Regions from separate parts of the Zea mays genome. Here regions 1 and 2 are each linked to region 3. Evidence: chromatin contacts called from public Hi-C data. All regions are on one chromosome and are shown on one strand. The core of a region is the stretch at or near the end of the contact, and the rest is flanking DNA. Distances in the headings are between cores, read along the strand shown.

Region 1 (3,260 bases), core at 319-2,818, 200 kb after region 3:
CTGTTGATGATGAAGTCGAGGCTGGCCATCCAGAGCTTGGAGAGGAAAGCGTCGAGAATGTGCCAGGCTCCTACCTGTCACGCCAACTATTGTTGTTTCGAAACAGCTCTGATAAATAAATTTGTTTGTGCACGTTCCATGGTCCGGATGGTGTGCCTAGTGGGTGCGAGATTTATACTGGTTCAGGCAGAACGTTCCTACATCCAGTCTTCAATGGCTGGCGTCATTGGTGGCGAAGTGCCCCGGCATCAATGTTACCGTCTATGTGCCACACTGAGCCTTGACCTCCATAGCCTGGGTCTCATCGCGACTTGTCGTGTTGCGGCCCCTGTAGACAGCTAGTGCTCTCAGGCCTAGGCTCGGTAAGTCATGAGCGAGCCGTAGGCCTAGGGGCCCATAGGTCATGAGTGGAAGGTGGATCGACTCTCTCACTGTGGCTCGGTGTCATGTGCAGTTAATGCGGTCGGTCACTTACGACAGGTCAATCCTAGATCAAATGTAGAATCCACTCAAGTGGTTTCCCCTCGATCAGCCCGACCCCCTTCTGGCCCCCACCTCGTCCGAATCCAGGCTCGATGCCTCAAGACTATCCGAGATCGGATTCTTTCGAGACAGATCCTTTTCTCATCCTTCTACTGACTAGTGGGGCCAGGGGTTTGGGATCTTTCCCCCGACATAATTGTCACTATAAGGACTATTTTGAATAATAAAGGATTTTAGGCACATTTGGTTGGAGAGTCAACTAGAATAGAGCGGCTCCATTCTAGTTTTTGATAATAGAGCCGTTTTATTCCGTGTTTGACAAACAGAACAAAGCCGTTCCATTTTTTGTTTGGTTGAAGAGTAGAATAGAGCAGAGTCGTTCCGTTCTCTGTTTGGTTGGAGATCTATATGAGTGATTGAGTGTAGAGGGTAGGAGAGGGAGGAAAGCGCTCACATCTAAGAGATCGCTCGTATCCGATCGTTTTTGTGGAGTAGGAGCATTATAACTATTTATGTTAAATTTCCATATGGTGACTCCAGGAGTCATTCCGCTCCTGTTTTGTTGTAAACCAAACATCCAAAAAATAGGAATGGAGTCACTATATTTTTCTCCACAACTCAACCAAACACACAGCCAACGTAGAATAGAACGACTCTATTCTAAAAAATCGGAATGGAGTCTCTCCATTTTAGTTAACTCTTCAACCAAACACACCCTTAGTTCTTCCAATCTTCTCCGGTTTTCTGGTTTCTAAACTAGCCCTAATTAATAAAAGACAACGACTAATATGTAAGCAGGTACTAGGTGCAAGCGTGCAAGCAGACTTTTTAGTTCGTTAGATCTATATCCAACGGTAGATACAATTATGATTTGTTAGAGAGTTTTTTTATAAAGCTATATCAGGTGGTGATGAAAGGGTTTAAATGTTAAATATAATCTAGCGTTACATCTAGATTTAATAGATCAAAATATCTACCGTGATTGTACATAGTACCTGCTTGCATATTAGTTACTTTAATTAAAAATATCCCATCTGATACAAACTAAAAAAACGAACACCCCCGTTCACCGAATCACCGCCTCGTCACACTCCAGCCCTTCCCCCCGCGCCGGCGCGGCGAGGCCACCGACCGGCTGGCGGGTGTTGCTTCTTCTTCTCCCGGCCCACCCGGCCTGCCCGCACCACCGACCCCTCCGCTGAGCGCGCTCCCACGCCCATTGAATCATAGCGCGCCGCTCAGTCGAGCGAGGATTTCTCTAGGATAGCAGCCGCCATCACCTCCTCGCCTCGCCGCGCTCCGCTGGTGCTGCTGGGTCGCTGCTGAGCGGAGCGGGAATCGGACCGGACTCGGTTCGAATTCGTCCTCACCTTTTCGTCGTTCGGGTAAGGAAGCCCTAACGTTGCTTGGCAGATTGAAATTGAATTCTCTGTTCTAGCTAGGGTTTCTACGGTTGCGCCCTTAATTTTTGGTAGGTTCGAGCAATCCAACAACAAATTCCAGAAAATTCCTTGCCTGAACGGGTGATCAGACCCATCGAGACCAACTAGCTGCAGGATGGGTTATTGATTTTCAATACAATGAATTTCTCTGACGTTTGCTGCCCGCACAATTGAACAGAACACTTGCATTTTACTTGTCGAACTTGCACTATACTCTAATTCCATGAGTGCGCGGTTTAGTGATGTGGCCTTTCGCATACACTTTCACACTTCTCCCTTCATCTTTCCTGTGATGTGGTTTGTGCAATATTATGTAGAAAAAAAGCTTAAACATCTTTCTACAGCAGTCTTGTATGTGCAGGGTCGTTGTTCAGGCCCTTCACTGTTTCGTAGTTTCTAGCATTAAAATATTGTAGGTTAAACCTGAAACATCGTACGAAAGTAGCCTAGTATAGCCACTATCAGTGTCGTTTTAAGTTTTTATATAGCATTATTGTTCAGATACTGTCTCTAATTTTCTACAACAGCGTTAGGATTGACATCTTTTGGGAGTGACCTCTGTTTGCTGTTGTGTTGTATCTATCACTATGTTCGCCTGCAGAATCGCTCACTTTGCATGTCACAATTGTATGTTGCTGATGCTATTCAATGTGTGTTGTTAGTGCAGATGCCAGAAGCCGAGTGGAATGATGAACACACTAGGATTGTCTGCGAACTCTTTGAAGAACAAGTTCGGGCTGGGAACAGGCCAAACACGCATCTGAACAACATTGGTTACCGCCAAGTTGCGGCTAAGTTTCAGCAGAGGACAGAGCTTCTCTATACAAAATTGCAGCTTAAGAACAAATGGGACAAGTTTAAGAATGATTACATCACCTGGAGGAAGTTGCTTGTAGTAGGGAAGGGTTTACCCTGGGACACAGCAAAGGGGACATTTGTTGCTGACGAAGAATGGTGGAAGAAGATCAATAAGGTTTGTTGTGCGTAAATTAAACTGATTCCATATTTTATACTGATTCAGTGATTTTAGTTGCATGACACCCTTTCCTTTTCATTACTGGTAGGAGCTGCCGGGTGCAAGGAAATTTCGACATGGCGGTCTACATCATGAGGATAAGTTGAATGTAATGTTTGACTACATCACCAGTAATGGTGTGGATCCTTCACCGCCTGCGCCGGAAAGCCCGAAGAATGGGGTGAATCATTCGCCACCGGCTGCAACTGGTTTGCCATCTGCTCCAGACTGCGCGCTCAATGGAGTGGATCATTCGCCTGTGACTGCACATGGTTTGCCATCTGGTCCATACAGCCCCATGAATGGGATGGATCAGTTGC
Region 2 (3,289 bases), core at 533-3,032, 200 kb before region 3:
AAAATGCATAGTCGTCCAAGGGGTGAGCTTCCTTGGAATTTGACATGATCTTGTTTATTAATCATCTAAATTGTTTAAAACCCAACTTTAAATCTTACTTAATGAGTCGAGCCGAAGTTTTTTTTAAAAAAAGCATTTAAAATCGTCATTACCGGAATCGACGGCTTTACCGAGTGTCTGAAGCACTCGGCAAAGCCTAAAAAACACTCGGCAAAAGGCTTTGCCGAGTGTCGCACTCGGCAAAGCGGGCTCGACACACAGTACATCGGCAAAGCCTTCTTTGTCGAGTACTTTTTCTCGGGCACTCGCACAGACTTTGCCGAGTGCCAGGAAGTACTCGGCAAAGAAAAGTCGCCGTCACGGCGCCGGGGTGACGGAGACGGCGTGTTTGCCGAGTGTCCTAGGTGACACTCGGCAAAGAAGTTACCTTTGCCGAGTGTCTATCGGCCAACACTCGGCAAAGAATCCGTCAGCGGGTCCCCATGTCAGGTTCTTTGTCGAGTGCTTTATATAGCACTCGGCAAAGCGTGCCTCTTTGCCGAGTGCCAGAGCCACTACACTCGGCAAAGAACCTATACCGGTGCCCAGGTCTTGGTTTTTTGCTGAGTGCTATGGTCCTGACACTCGGCAACACTCGGCAAAGTGACCAGTACACACCTTTTTTATTTGTTTTTCCTATTCCATGCAAACAAACAAAAGATATTTAACAGATATCACATATATACATCACATATCATCACATACATAAATATCCAACATAAACATTAATATACAAACATAAGTCCAGAAGTTCTCAACACAAACAGTATCAACACAAGTTTAGAAGTATCAACACAAGTTCAGAAGTATGAACACATAAGTCTAAAGCTCTGACATAAGTATGCAACATAAGTTTTGTAGTCTAAACACTAAAAACATAACTCTCATTGAGGTGGGCGGTTGGACTGGTGCTACGTTGGGCTGGGCGAACCATGAGGGTTGTTGGATGCTGCCCCGGATTGGTCCTGTACAGAGAAGAGATTGCATGTGTTATACTAGACAATCGGCAAATAAACGAACTAAATCTACTGGCTATTGAAAACATTGTTATAATTGTCCCAAAATGATACATATAGATTTACATAGTGTAGGAACATACCACAAAAAGTTTGGTTGACAAAAATAAAAAAAAAATAAAAATATACTTTGCCGAGTGCCCCAAAACAGGCACTCGGTAAAGAGGTCTTTGCCGAGTGCCAACTCTTGACCCTCGACAAAGGTTAACGGCTGTCAGCTTTAGACGGCCGCTGACGGCTCTTTGCCGAGCGACGCCTTCGCCGAGTGTTCGGCTCTCGACAAAGACTTCTTTACCGAGTGTATTTCTGTACCGAGTGTCCTGCAATCGACAAACGAGCACGTTACCGAATGCAGGACTTTGCCGAGTGCCCGATAAAAAATACTCGGCAAAGATCCTAACACTCGGCAAAGGTCCGGATTTCGGTAGTACGAGTTATTTTTAATTTAAAAGAAAATTTTATGTTTCATTCTGAAAATGAACCACCGAGCCACCTTAAAGGGGGCTCTTTGTGCGGCCCTCTCGAATCAAAGACAACCGCCGTGGGCTGCGTTAGTTTATGAGAAGATAATCGACACCCCCCGAGTGGCCAGCCAACTGCCACAACGTGACAAGTACAACCTCTTGTATGATTGGTCAATTACATCAACCTCAACTAATTAATTAGGGAATATACGCCCCGTCAAAATACGAACAGATTAAATAGTACGTAGAAGAAAAAAAAATCATCACTACCCGAACAGCACGACATAGATCCATCCAATAGCAACTCACCAAGCCATTCCAGATTCCAAAGGACAAGTAAGCGAAGCGCAAACACTAGCAGCCAGCTCGGAATAATCGGAGGAGCCAGTCCCCCCACCTACTTTGCTCTGCTCTGCTCCTCCATGGCCAGCAGCTACTACTCCCTCATGCTGCTCCTGCTGCTGGCGGCCACGGCCGTAGCAGAAGAAGCAGCCGCCGAGGCGTCCGGAGGCGGCGGCAACGCGACCGAGACGTCGCCGACGGCGTACGAGATGCTGGAGCGGTACGGCTTCCCGCGGGGCATCCTGCCGGCGGGCGTGACAGGGTACGAGCTCGGCGCGGACGGCGCCTTCGAGGTGTACTTCCCGCGGGCCTGCGAGTTCCTGCTGGCGAGGACGTGGCTGGTCCGCTACGAGGCGCGCGTGTCCGGGTCCGTCGCCGCCGGCTCGCTCACGGCGCTGCGGGGGATCAGCGTGAAGGTGCTGTTCCTGTGGCTCGGCGTCGGCGAGGTGGACCGCGCCGGGGAGACGCTCAGCTTCTACATCGGCCCCGTCGCCACGTCGTTCCCGATCGACGACTTCGCCGAGAGCCCGCGCTGCCGCGGCTATGATGCCGAGGCGGCGGCCTCGTCGTGACTCATGACGCAGCCTTCAGCCGGCGGTGATTATTAGGACTGCCTTGCTGATTTAGCTGGCTATATATACACTTGTGCATCGATCGAGTCGGAGCCGGCGATTAGCTATTTTTCCTCGTCCTTTAATTTTTGTTTATTTCGCGGACTTTGAGCAAGTTATTTGCGGTGATCTTGTTGCCCTGGGTGGGTTGGTTTGTAGGAATTTCGGAAAAATCATATAAGATTTTTTACAGAACAGTTTATTTTCACAGAAAAAACGCAACCCAGGAAGTGGAAAAAATCTTGCAATTCAAAGGAGCCCTCATCATGTGTCTAGGAATCCTTTCTTTTTCCTGATCTGTGAACATGAGACCAATTCATGATGCTAGCTGTTGAGTAGTTTGCGGTATTTGGTGTTCAAGTGTTTGAATTGTCTATCGAAACCAGACGCCACGGCCACGGCCACGTCGGTCGCACCGGTGCAACTCTGAGCTGAACAGTCCGTGAAGACACAATTTCAATGTCCACGTCATCATCCGCCCGGGTTGCCATCTAAAAAACCACGGTCAACGCTCCATACCGACCATGGAACCAATGCAGAGCAGCTCAGCATTTGTGAAAGGAGAATGCTCGCTGGCTGAACGTAGAACCCAAAGTTGTAACGAACTTATCCAATGCGGGAATCCATCCACACACGTCTGTCAAAAACGACATGCATCCCAGCAGTACTGTCTGTCTATATGGAATTGAACGTATAGAGTTTCTTGATATCTTGTCTGCATATATATAACCAACAATGACCGACAAGCATGATGTAACTTGACAAGAACGGTAAATCAAATAGATTGGAGCGTTGTTTACGTTACAAAACAAAGAGC
Region 3 (3,550 bases), core at 310-2,809:
AAATTAAGGGTGTGTTTGACTAAAGTGAATTGTTTTCTGATTCTTAAAAGAATCGATAGAAAAAATCAGAGCCAAACAGCACACCAGCAAAAGGTTTCTGCTTGGAATGATTCGCATCGCAGCATGCCGCCTACAATCATGAAACGGTGAAAACGTGGTTCCACAACGATTTTGCTTCTTCTTCTGACGTCGTCTTTTCAGTTAATCCTTTTTAAGTACATGTTAAAAATGGGTTGTATTTATGTTGTTCTTCACCCACAAAAAAGGATTGACTGAAAAAAAACTTTTTTTGAATCAGAAAAAACTCGGCCGGTGAGGGAAAGACCGACCTCCCGGTATTATATTAAGAAGAGACCGAAACATGGTCCGGGCCAAGAAAATCCCCGAAACCTGCCCCCCCCCCCCCCCCACACATCACTAGCGGGCCGTCACCGCCCACTCTACACTGGCCCAGCCGGAGGGTGGCGCGCAGGACGTAACCCGGGAGTGGGTGGGGCATAACGAGGGAATTTTTTTAACCAAGCCCGAAATTCTCGCCCCGAGGGAGATCGAACCCGGGACCTGGAGGTGATACTCGGAAGCCTTAATCATTGCGCTAGAGGCAGCCAAACAGTCTAGTGATTCTAATTCGCCGTCCAAAATGTTTCTATGAAAATATAGATCCCTACCAAACACACCCTAAATATGCCACTTATACTCAAATAAGTTTGTACATAAATCAACACTAAATAGTTGTATCATATGATGCAGAAAACAATTAGAAGAGGGCCACAATGGTTTTAAGTTAGTTGGCCAACGACATTTACAAGCAAACAAATCAAGGTCCTTAAACAGCCATTTTTTTGTATCATATTTAGTTCAACTGTGTTATTAACACATTATCAAGGACATATATCTACAGCATCGCACTGGTGCAAAGCTGATGTTTTACTACAGTCATCACATCGTTCGAGGTCAATGAAAGTAAACAAAGATCAAAAAAGAACTTCAGAAAGTCATCCAAAACAACAAACCCTTGATATCATTCAGATTCAGGGTAGCACATTTTAAACGGGCCCGAAAAAAGTGTCGACGTGCATAGCACCCGAACATGCAAGGAAATTGGCAAAGGCAGCCTGGATCTAGGAGAGTACACCGAAAAGTAAATTGGCAGAGGCGGCCCGGATCTAGAGGAGCCTCTACCCATGACATGCAGTGGTCGCCATGAAAGATAACAGAGCGGCGGAAGGACGCCTGGATCTGGCCAGAAATGGTGTGCTCGGTTGCGCATGGCCGTAAAGGGAGCTAAGGGGCGGCCTTGCCTGTTTTACGCTCGTCGCCGGCAAAGGGCCAGGCGGAGAGTTGGCGAATCCTATCCGTTAAGCTAAACGGAACTACAAATCAGTGCTCCAAGTGGCTGGACTGTTGGTGATCGAAATCGAGCAAGAAAATGTTGAAGGGAAGAGGAGCCTGAGGCGACAACATACGTCGGTGGAGTGCGCCGGTGCTGCTGGTGCGTATCCACCGGTGGCTGCGAGTTCGTCGGAGTCGACACCGCCTCTGTCGCGCCACCACCTCCGCCCCGCGAGATTCGTCGCCACTGCCGGGATGCGAGATCTGTGTGTGTTGGAATGGGGAATTTTATTAGGCTGGATCCAACGGGGAACAAGGCCGGTTCCAAGTGGGTCGAATTGGGTTTTGAGACTTGGAGACAAAGTATCCACTATTGGATGAATTGGTCGATAACGCTCAGCGTAGCAAAATGGCGTGTTTTAATTGATATCACGTTAATTAATTGTTTTTTTAAACCATTTGAAATTGAGAAATAAAAAAGTCCTATAATCTGATCTATAAATTAGATTTTATTTATTAATTATTAGTTTTTTATTTTTATGTTTAAGTTATATAATTTTATTTATAACTTGTATATTTTTATTATTATGTTTGAGTTATGTAATATTTAATTGTTGTTGAGAATTATGTAATTTTATTGTCTTAATTACACCAGTATATAGTCAGCGCTAATGTTACGATCTCGGAGAGGTGAGAGGAGGGATCCATGATGATGGTGGTGCCGCGAGTGAGGGGAGGAACGGCGGGGTCGCAGGGAAGGAGGGATGAAAGATGATCCAACTAATATTGTCCATTGGATTTTTAGTGAGAAAGGGAGAGAGGATTATCCAGCAATCCGAATCGTTGGTTTTGATTGTTAAAGTCTGGATGTAATTTATTTGGTGGATTTAGTGGAGGTTATGGTTGTGGGGTGATTTGGTTTTGGTGAATTATATAGTGGTATAGATAGCATATGTATTTTATTTTAATAAAACATTGCATTTTATGTTAATTAAAAGTCTGTAAAAATGGTGATGAGAAGACTTCATTATTATAGGCTGAAAGATAAAAGTTGATGATGATCGATATAGACTGATCTATAGCTGATATGGTGATAGATATAGCATGAAAAGGCTCGGGTCAACCTTAGCCTATGCCTTGTGGCAGTGGGCTAGACCGATGGATGGGCACTTGAGCATGGGTTGTGGTCCCCTTTGAGCTTTCTAGTCTTCTTTGACTAGATCCAACACACGTCGATGATGTGACGACACGGTCGATCGGTACCGTTCGCTTCGGTCCTAATATCGGTCGATTCAAATGTCTGGTCGGTGGGGCCGTTGATCGGTTGGCTTGTTCTGACTCGCGCTCTGGGGAACCGTTTGATACCAACTTCGACCAATTAGTATCGACTACATGTTGCCACGTGGAAGTTTATGATTAGTTTAAACTATTTGAAATTTTAAAAAGTAGAAAAAACTAAAATTCGACCTATAAATAATGCAGGAGTGTGTGAGTTCATTCACATCCCATACTCTTCAAAACGCTCTTACCACTTTATATTGTAGTCATCTCACTCTACCTTTATCATCATGTCTTTCTCAAGCTCGGATGTTGAGATGACCGAAGATGAGGTACTCGATATATTGCATCAAACTATGATGGATGTGGTAATAAAGCTTTCCTCCGAGTCTGCAACGAGGTGGAGACGAAGGACATAACATCAAAGCTATATCAACCAGGATCGTGAAACCGTCCATGACCAGTTAATGAAAGACTACTCCAGTGACCAATATGTCTACCCTCCGCTCTACTTTCATTGAAGGAAACGCATGTGAAGGAGCCACTTTCTGATAGTCGCCTAGAGGGGGGTGAATAGGCGAAATCTGAAATTTACAAACTTTAAACACGCACTAAGACCGAGACTAGCGTTAGAATTAAATCGGAGTACAAAAGATAGTTCTCCTAGAGTTGCTCAATCAATGCGGATAGCGTTTGGGAGTAAACTCAAATCAATATGAGCAAGGAAACTTTTGGATAGAGGAAAGAGGGGAAACAAATCAAGTGGTAATCAATACAAGTGAACACAGTGATTTGTTTACCGAGGTTCGGTCCCAAAGAACTTAGTCCCCGTTGAGGAGGCCACAAAGGTCGGGTCTATTCCAACCCTTTCCCTCTCTCAATCGGTCACACATACTGGTCGAGGCTTCTCCTTAATCACTTGGATCACTAAGACCCCGCA

Evidence for each region. A called contact is a pair of places that touch in the nucleus more often than the background predicts.
Region 1: a contact with region 3 is called in a Hi-C map of ear, with 1.8 times the contacts expected there. The contact joins the promoter of LOC100274146 here to the promoter of LOC541810 in region 3. A contact is called at or near these places in 2 of 25 Hi-C or Micro-C datasets (ear and leaf).
Region 2: a Hi-C map of endosperm shows a contact between it and region 3, with 2.8 times the contacts expected there. The contact joins the promoter of LOC100277374 here to the promoter of LOC541810 in region 3. A contact is called at or near these places in 4 of 25 Hi-C or Micro-C datasets (ear, endosperm, leaf and 1 more).

What each region holds. Positions count from the first base shown.
Region 1 is chr3:138,756,970-138,760,229 of Zm-B73-REFERENCE-NAM-5.0, reverse strand. It overlaps LOC100274146, which reads left to right and starts at 1,568. Exons shown (of 3, transcript NM_001148524.1): 1 at 1,568-1,868; 2 at 2,593-2,898; 3 at 2,990-3,260. The coding sequence starts at 2,593.
Region 2 is chr3:139,158,923-139,162,211 of Zm-B73-REFERENCE-NAM-5.0, reverse strand. LOC100277374 reads left to right here and starts at 1,782. Exons shown (of 1, transcript NM_001150954.2): 1 at 1,782-2,598. The coding sequence starts at 1,942. The coding sequence ends at 2,433.
Region 3 is chr3:138,955,440-138,958,989 of Zm-B73-REFERENCE-NAM-5.0, reverse strand. It overlaps LOC541810 (delta-COP), which reads right to left and starts at 1,559. Exons shown (of 12, transcript NM_001111491.1): 1 at 1,467-1,559.